Linked DNA regions of Sus scrofa: all the other regions are linked to region 3. The links are chromatin contacts, called in public Hi-C and HiChIP or PLAC-seq maps. All regions are on one chromosome and are shown on one strand. The core of a region is the stretch at or near the end of the contact, and the rest is flanking DNA. Distances in the headings are between cores, read along the strand shown.

The links. A called contact is a pair of places that touch in the nucleus more often than the background predicts. HiChIP or PLAC-seq counts read pairs in DNA pulled down with a chosen protein or histone mark.
Region 1: a contact with region 3 is called in an H3K27ac HiChIP or PLAC-seq map of alveolar macrophages. The contact joins the promoter of PNPO here to the promoter of SP2 in region 3. A contact is called at or near these places in 2 of 5 promoter capture datasets (fetal liver and liver), 20 of 47 Hi-C or Micro-C datasets (adipose tissue, alveolar macrophages, brain and 12 more) and 2 of 2 datasets of contacts at active chromatin or transcription factors (alveolar macrophages and skeletal muscle).
Region 2: a Hi-C map of skeletal muscle shows a contact between it and region 3, with 4 times the contacts expected there. The contact joins the promoter of SCRN2 here to the promoter of SP2 in region 3. A contact is called at or near these places in 4 of 5 promoter capture datasets (fetal liver, fetal skeletal muscle and liver), 27 of 47 Hi-C or Micro-C datasets (alveolar macrophages, blood, brain and 14 more) and 2 of 2 datasets of contacts at active chromatin or transcription factors (alveolar macrophages and skeletal muscle).

What each region holds. Positions count from the first base shown.
Region 1 is chr12:24,191,372-24,194,173 of Sscrofa11.1, forward strand. PNPO (pyridoxine-5'-phosphate oxidase) reads left to right here and starts at 1,477. Exons shown (of 6, transcript XM_021067086.1): 1 at 1,477-1,749. The coding sequence starts at 1,612. It overlaps LOC102162548 (a long non-coding RNA gene), which reads right to left and starts at 1,433. Exons shown (of 3, transcript XR_002337146.1): 1 at 1,294-1,433.
Region 2 is chr12:24,093,859-24,096,645 of Sscrofa11.1, forward strand. It overlaps SCRN2 (secernin-2), which reads right to left and starts at 1,305. Exons shown (of 8, transcript XM_003131533.4): 1 at 1,177-1,305; 2 at 620-793; 3 at 136-317. The coding sequence starts at 1,218.
Region 3 is chr12:24,152,713-24,155,412 of Sscrofa11.1, forward strand. It overlaps SP2 (transcription factor Sp2), which reads left to right and starts at 1,375. Exons shown (of 9, transcript XM_021067084.1): 1 at 1,375-1,481.

The DNA.
Region 1 (2,802 bases), core at 227-2,726, 39 kb after region 3:
GAGCACAGCCCAGCAATGTCAAGAGGGTAGCCCCATAAACAAAACCGTCTGTACGGAAGGGTACTAATTAGTGCTTACCGAGGTTCAAGAGCAGGGCCTTGGGAGGACAGAAGCAATGCTTATTTGTGGAAAGACAACTTCAGCGACAAAGTCCTGTCAACTCTCAGTTATGTTGGTGGAGAAAAATGACGGCAACAGAAAAAATTTCAACCAGCGGAAAATCCATAGATCAACATCATTAAGTCTTAAAACGTATATTATTTCTTCGCAGCAAATTTGTCTTCCAGATTCTCTTTGGCTCAAGCTACCACGCACATAATAAAGAATGACAGGTATCTTATGTAGGGCTTAATGAAACTTAGCTGTAATGCAGGCACCTGGGCAGGGTAGGAAGTTCCCCTTACCTGGCACAGTCCTGGGGTGCCTGCCTAGATGGCTCTTGCAGCTCCCCTTCCTGATGTTGGTGGAAACCAGGATTACAGAGAGGCCTTGATCCAAGGCTGCCCCAGCCAGGTCAAAGCTGTAATGGACACTGACAGGTGTCCTATTTCTTAGCCCTGAGTCCACAGCCTGGAAGGGACTGCACCCCTGTGCCCTCGGCTATGGCTGGCACTGACCTGGGAACTAAACTCCCAGAAAGGGCAAAATGTGAACATGGGGAAACTTAGCAAAGATGGGGGGTGGCCCTGGAGAGGTGGGGCAGTCTTTCCATCCACCAGAACACTGGCTAGTGTGAACTCTGCTGCAACCACAAAAGAGGAAACCTCGAGGAAAGGGAGCAGCATGCTCTGACCCAGGTTAAAGACGTGAGGCTGGAGAGAAGGGATTCAGAGCTGGAAGAGGAAGACAGTTCTGGTCTGGGGATGGCTTGATCCCAAATTTTCCTCTTCCCCTTTCCCACTCAGCCTTCTTGCCCATATTCTCCTCCTGACCCCACTGCACCTCCCCAGACCTCAGAATGCCTCTCCAAGCTCACACACTACACAGCACCTGTTCCCTGAGATCCACAAGTCAGTTCAACCTCTCCCACTCTCCAACCCCAATTTCTTTTCCTCATCAGATCGCCCCTTTCTGTGTTTCCCCTACACCTTGCCTCAGAGTCTGGCCCCTAATTCCATTTTCCATTTGTCCTTTCCAGGCTACCACCCTCCTCCAGGGGGTACGTCCTGCACTAAGCCTCTCTTCAGGCACCTGCTAGGGGCTGGCCGCTGAACATGACCGCTCCCCTCAAGCCCCCCAGCGGCTCATCCCCTGCCCCCCCCCCCCCAGCCTGGGCTGCTGCAGTCCCTATACCTTTAACAAACCTCCACGTGCGTGTTAACGGCGGTGACAGCATTTCCTTGTCTCCCTGCTCCCGCCCCCGGAGGCGCCTCCCATTGGCGGTCGGGTTCCTTTGTTCTCGCTCTAATTGGCTTCACTCCTGGAAAGCTCTGGCCAATGGCCTCTCCGCGCCTGGCTCCCTCCACCGACCCTGGGTTCCCATTGGCTCCGAGGACTTAGGGCTAAGGGCAAGTTCTTCCTTGCTGGGGTAGATTCCCGGGCTAAGAAACTGGTTCCGAATCCAAAGGAACACAGCGCGGAGCGACGCCGGGTCACGTGGCCGGCACCCCCATGACTTGTGGACTTCGGGGCGTCATCGTGACGTTCGGTCGACCTGCCCAGTGGCCCCGCTACGCCCGCCACCTGTGCAGTCGCGGTGCAGTCATGGACTTGGGGCCGATGCGCAAGAGTTACTGCGGGGAGCGAGAGGTGCCACCGCGGGGCTGGGCCTCGGCAGGGTCGGGAGCACAGGGAACCGGAGTCATCTCCGGAGGGGAGGGGAATGGGAGGAACCCTTCGGGGTTTCTGGTCCACCCCATGGGGCTCGGAGTCGTCACCGTGGGAGAAGGGGAGTTGAAAGACAACCGGCAGGGGAGGGGTTCTGGGGAAAGGAAGATCAAGATGGACTCCAGAGGCGGCTTGTCTTAGGGGGTCAAGGCTCTCCCTCTGAGGCCCACTTGGGTGGAATCCTGCCGGTCGCCTGGCGCACTCCTTGGGCGATTTACTCACCTTTCTGGCCTCAGTTTCCTCACCTGAGAAGTCATGGTATCGACCTCATGGGGATGTTATGGACTTTGATATTTATAAAGTGCCTAGAGCAATGATCATCGGCTTATAATGTTTGATAAATAAGTAACATGGAGGGAGGAGGACTAACTTAGTGGGTGGAGAGAAAGCTCCTGGCTCTTATTGCCTGTTTCCTTCCTTAGGAGAGAAACCAAGAGAACTATTTTGGAATTGGGGCCCAGAGCCCGGTTACCAGATCTGGTTGCATGTGAGCATTTCCAGAAATGCTTGTTAAACAGGCAGCTTTTCGGAGTTCCCATCGTGGCTCAGTGCTTAACGAATCCGACTAGGAACCATGAGGTTGCGGGTTCGATCCCTGGCCTTGATCTGTGGTGTAAGTCGCAGATGCGGCTCAAATCCTGCGTTGCTGTGGCTCTGGTATAGGCCGGTGGCTGCAGCTCCGATTGGACTCCTAGCCTGGGAACCTCCATGTGCTGCGGGAGCTGCCCTGGAAAAGGCAAAAAGACAAAAGCAAAAACAAAACAAACAAAAAACCAAACCAGGCAGCTTTTCATTAAACCTCAGATCTACTGAATGAGAGTTTGCAGGGTGGAGCCCAGGAATCTGTCTTTTTCTTTTTAGCCTTCCCAGGGGTGAGTGGTTTGACACTCATAACATGAAACCCTGACTTGTCCATCACTAGCTGTGCGACCCTTTTTTATGTCTGTTTCCTCACCTATAAGATGAGGCTAACAG
Region 2 (2,787 bases), core at 55-2,554, 59 kb before region 3:
CAGCCTCCCTGGAGATGATAAAGTAGGCCCAAAGTGGGCAGCGCCTATGAACCAGACTTGGGAAGATGGCCCGGGTCAGGTCTTAGCCCCAAATTACTGGTGTACGGAGGGGACGAGGGAAGGCAGGGTCCACACCTGAGCAGATCCATGCCCAGCAGGGCTTCCCCCTCGCCAACTGGCTCCTTGGTCCACACCGCCTCGTTGCCAATGCAGACACCATGCTCATTGGCGCCCATCTCAGCCCCCCACAGCCAAGAAGGGCGGCTCAGGATCACAGCATGGGTCTTTGGCACCTGTTCCACCTCGATGTAGGTGCACTGGAGATAAGGGAGGAGAGAGAGAGGGTCCACTCAGAAAGGGGGAGTACCTACGAAGTGGGGACCTGGTGCGCATCACTTTCCACAGCCCTTTGAGGAAGCACTTATTATTCCCGTTTTCCAGATGAGCAAACTGAGATCCAGAGGCTAAATTATAGGTTAGTTCCCAATTGCTAGACTCAAAGCTCATGCTTCTTTCACCACATCTGGCAGCTTTCCAGGAGTGGGGAGCAGAGAAGGAAGGTCTTAGAAGAATGCCTAGTTCTGCCAGAGCACCCAGCATCCTATAAGGCCTAACCCACCTGGAGCCGGCTTCCAGGGGCGTGAGTGCCTGCTGGGACAAACACCACTTCCTGCACCTCATCCCGGGGTCGGTCCGAGTTCTTGGCAAAGATCACGGCGGGAATGGCTGAGGCTGGGGGCACTGAGACAAAGCAGTCGCAGGAACATGGGGTGTCAGGGCTCCACGATGCCATCTGGGGGGAGGTGGGGATGAGTATGTCCCTCTCAAGCCACCTCTCCACCGTCCTGGCCGGGGCGCAGTCCTAGAAGCCCCTCTCCCAACTTGAGCAGACACTCAGGGAAGACACCGCCGTAGGATTCTGGACGCTCAGCACCGCACGCACACTAGATGCTCAAGCGTGCGCTAACAGAGACACCCACTCTCTCCCCAAGCTTCAGGATCGGGAGTTCTCAGACATGCGCCGACCGCACGCCCCAAAGGCCCTGCCAAGACGGGGGTCTTGGCCCTTTGAGACTGTCGCGGGAGCTTTTTCCGCGCTACCCACCCCCCTCCAAGAGTCCCACGCCCCTCTTCTGTCCACCCTTTCTCGCTGCTCCAGTACTGTACGCCCCTCACCCTCTCTCCCTCCAAGATCTCCAGCTTAGTCCTGAGAGCCATTGCCTCGGCTTCGAGTCAGGTCGGTCCCAAGGGGCGGAGGCTCCTAGGTGACCTGGAAGGCTTTGGACCTGGGGGCGGAGCCGGAAACGGATCTGCAGTTCCTCCGTTTTCCACCAGGGTGCGCGCCAGCACCGCTTTTTGGAGCGAGGCGACCCTCCAAGTGTTGCAGGCCGCCTACCTGCGCTATCCGAGCGTCACTTCCAGGCCGGATAAAAGCCACAACGAAGCTGCGAGCTCTTCCAATGGGGTCCTGCCGGGAGCGGGAGGTGGGGGTGGCAAGGTAACCACATGAAAAGGGAAGAAGGAAAAACCTGGCTGATTTGTTAGAGACCAGGGACTGCTGGGCCATCTGGAGATGAAGGAGAAACCTCAGCTATTTGCATCTTGGTTTGAATTCCAAAAGCACAATTCCAGGTGGTTGCCCCCACCCCCGCCTCAACCCTCCTCCCCTGTTCCTCCTACTCCCCGCCATCACCCACCTCCCACTCCCAACCCCTTGGAAATAAGATCTATAAGAGTGGTCCCAGGCCAAGAGGTGTTAGAATAATTTAAGAATAATGCATTTTTTAAAAAGCACAAGTGCAGAAAATCCTTCTGACCCCCAAAAGGCCAGTTCTGCCTCCGAGTGCTCAAACAAACCATTGGAAGTTAGCTTTAAAAGGAAATTTGGGCATTTCCTTCATGGCTCAGTGGAAGTGAAACTGACTAGCATCCATGAGGCTGTTCGATCCCTGGCCTTGCTCAGTGCGTTAAGGATTTGGAGTTGCCATGAGCTGTGGCATAGGTCGCAGACGGTGGTTCAGATCACGCCTTGCTGTGGCTGTGGTGTAGGCCAGCAACTACAGCTCGGATTCATCCCCTAGCCTGGGCACCTGCATATGCCACACGTGTGGCTCTAAAAAGCCAAAAAAAAAAATTTAAAAATTAAAAAATAAAAAACAATAAAAGGAAATTTGGAAATTTCTAGTCTAAAGATTTGATGCCTTTACATCTAGTGAAACTGAAACAGCAAAGGAGAAGTCCGGCCAAGAGGGCACATATATTTGTGTGGAGGTAGACTCCGAGCCCAGATTTTCTGCTTTCCTGGTCATTTTTCCTCTATAAACCATCTCTATCACCAGCCTTTTTTTATAACAATTTTTTTTTTTTTTTTTTTTTTTGTCTTTTTGCCATTTCTTGGGTCGCTCCCAGGCTAGGGGTCTAATCGGAGCTGTAGCTGCCAGCCTACGCCAGAGCCACAGCAACGCGGGATCTGAGCCGTGTCTGCAACCTACACCACAGCTCACGGCAACGCCGGATCGTTAACCCACTGAGCAAAGGCAGGGATCGAACCTGCACGCAACCTCATGGTTCCTAGTCGGATTCGTTAACCACTGCGCCACGACGGGAACTCCTCTATCACCAGCCTTTAAGCAAATGCATCTCACACCCTTTTGCTCTATGGAGCCCTCCAGGAACGGGGGGAGGGGAGACACTGCAGATTACATACTTCCCCCACCCACATCCAGACTGTCAATCAGGGCTGCTGCTCAGAGCCCTGGCCACAGCTTCCCAGCCTCTGGTCATTCC
Region 3 (2,700 bases), core at 125-2,624:
AGGTCACAGATGTGGTTCGGATCTGGTGTTGCTGTGGCCGTGGTGTAGGCTGGCAGCTGCAGCTCCAATTTGACCCCTAGCCATGGAATGTCCATATACCACAGGTGTGGCCCTAAAAAACAAAAAACAAACAAACAAAAAAAATAAGAGGACAGGCTAGAAAACATCAGTGCATCACAAGTAGAAAGGGTAAGTATTGTGTCTGAAAACTTTTATCATACTCTCACAGGAGTTATAAGTGTAATAGGTCATAATGCAAATGTATTTCTCACTGTGGGGCTATGATTTTAAAAAACGAGAAGAAAAGTAAAGAAAAAAAGCCATTGCTCTAAGGTGTGGTTGCAATTAGCCTCTTTTTTCCATAAGGTGCAGGGAGTTTCGGTACCCTGCCTCTCTGCAAGTGGACTGTGTAAAACTTCAAATACAGGCTGGTCTGAAACCAGAATGGATTTCTTCTTACTAATGAATGCCTTCCCAAGTTCGCATCCATAGGAAAGAGAAACCTACCCACGTAGCTCCTGCCAAGTGCTGTACTCACAGCACCTCATTTAAGGAGGTGAGTCGGGCACGGACCAATTCTGTCCACCGGAGGCGCTGGTTAGAATGCATATTCCAGGTTTGCCCCGGACACATGAGGCGGCCCCGGGAATCTACTTTTTGGAGAGCTTCGGGTGATTCTGTGCCCAAATCAAGGAGTCGATGCAATAAATAACCATGTGAGGATTAAGAGGGATTTCAACTGAGACGATGAAAATAATCCCCTCACTTCAGAAGAGTCACACAGCCCCAACTCTCGCTATTGTGTCCGACTCCAACGCCTCGCTGTACAAAGTCACCTCGGGGCTCATTCCCCTCTCCAGAAGCGATGAAGGGTGAGGGACTAAATGAGACTGGTGGTTTTCCACTCACCAGGCAGTAGTTGAGTGGCCGAAGCGCAGGAACCCTCGCCAGGCCAGGGCAACACTCGATTAAGGTGCAAAGTAGATGCTATTTATAGGGCATTTTTCGGCCTCACCCTGAGGACTTCTGATTGGCTTTAGGGCAGATCTGTCAGTCATCTTCTGGGTTAGAGGTGGGTGGAAGGTCAACCACTACCAATACAAAACCACTCCTCAGCTAAGCCCCGCCTTATCCAGCTTCCTGTTGCTGTCCATCAACCACCTCGTGGGCGGGACTTTGCCTCCCGCCAGTTGGCTGGCGGACATGTCGTTCATTCTACAGTAGGCTTCCGGTTGGTGCCCTCTACGGTCCATCAGTGACATTTCACAGGTTTATTGGCCAAACCAACGTCGCTCTAGATACATCTCTTTGATTGGTTAGTACTGCTGTCGGTCCCCAATGTACCGAACTCTAATTGGTGAACGCTGCCGTCGCTCGGGCGGTGGCGGGCTCCGGGATTGGTGGGTGCTAGGCGGGCGGTGTCAGGCTCTCGGTGGCGGCGGAGGCGGCGGAGGCCAGGGAGGAAGATGTCGTAATGAGCGGTGGGTCCTGGCCGCTGCCGGCGGGGTCTTTCCGGCTCTCAAGGGTCGGGAAGACGGGCAGAGGCCGCAGGGAGGGGGAGCCGGGGCTGAGGGTTCCCCCCTGGGGCCGGGCCTGGCGCCGGGGCCCGGCTCCGGGAGGGGCGGGGAGGGAGGATTCCCGCCCGGAGGAGGAGCGGGGCTGGCCAGCCGGGCGGAGGCACCCGGAAGGGGGTGTTCGACTCCCCGCCCCCTCGGAGCCCGCTGGGCGGGAGGGCGGCGCTTCCGGGGGCTGGCGAGAGGAGCGGGCACCCGGGGCCGGCCTGGCACCCCCCTCGGCCTGGCCGACCCGCTTGAGCGCTGCCAGGCCCGGAGACGTTGCCTGGGTCGGCTTCGAGGAGGCGGTCGACGCCCTGTGCGCTTGCCCTGTGTTCGGGGACCCTTTTGCATTCTCACTCTATTTGCCCACCAGTGATTCAGGATTCTCCCGAGAGCAGAGAGGGGCGGGGGAATGCTTGAAATTCCGAGGGCGCCAACCACATGGGCACTGCTGGGCTTGGAAGCCAACCGAGTTACTGATGTATCCCAGTCGAGAGATGGTGTCAGGACATGAGGGCACTCCCTAGGTAGATGACCTCTCTGCTTAGACTGCGGGGTGGGCAGAAACCTTTTAATATTTCACTTGCATCCTTGAGCCTCCAGCTAGATATCTGCCAGCTCTTAGCAAAATTGTGGGACGTTTAAGAACTTGTTAACAGAACTTCCAGCCTGTACCAGGCATCCCGTTGGGGGGGCGGGGGGAGGGAGCACTGCTGAATCCCAAAGGCCAGGAACAAACCGAAGGAATGACAGAAGCAATAAAATGGATGCTTAACTTTCTTCCTCCACCCCCTCTCCATCCCCGTTGCTGACTTATGGTTCTCAGCCTCCTACCCATGCTTTCTTGGCTTATGTTCCCGGTGGCTTTCTAATTTTAGATGAAAAGGAACTGTGTCTTCTCCTCTGGGCAGTTGAGAAACCTGTCCTCAGTGCATTCTTTGGTTTTGATTCCAATATACTGTTGTGTTTGTTTCTTAATTAACCTGATCCGAAGGGACTCAGTCTGGCTTTTCTCAGTGCACATTCTCCTAAGTTTGTTTCTTCTTCTGAGGCTACTTCTTGGTCACTTAATCGTTTTCTTAGAGAAAGGGAGGGAGGAGCCAGGAGATCTGCTTTAAGCAATGAATTGGCCCATGCGGGCCCC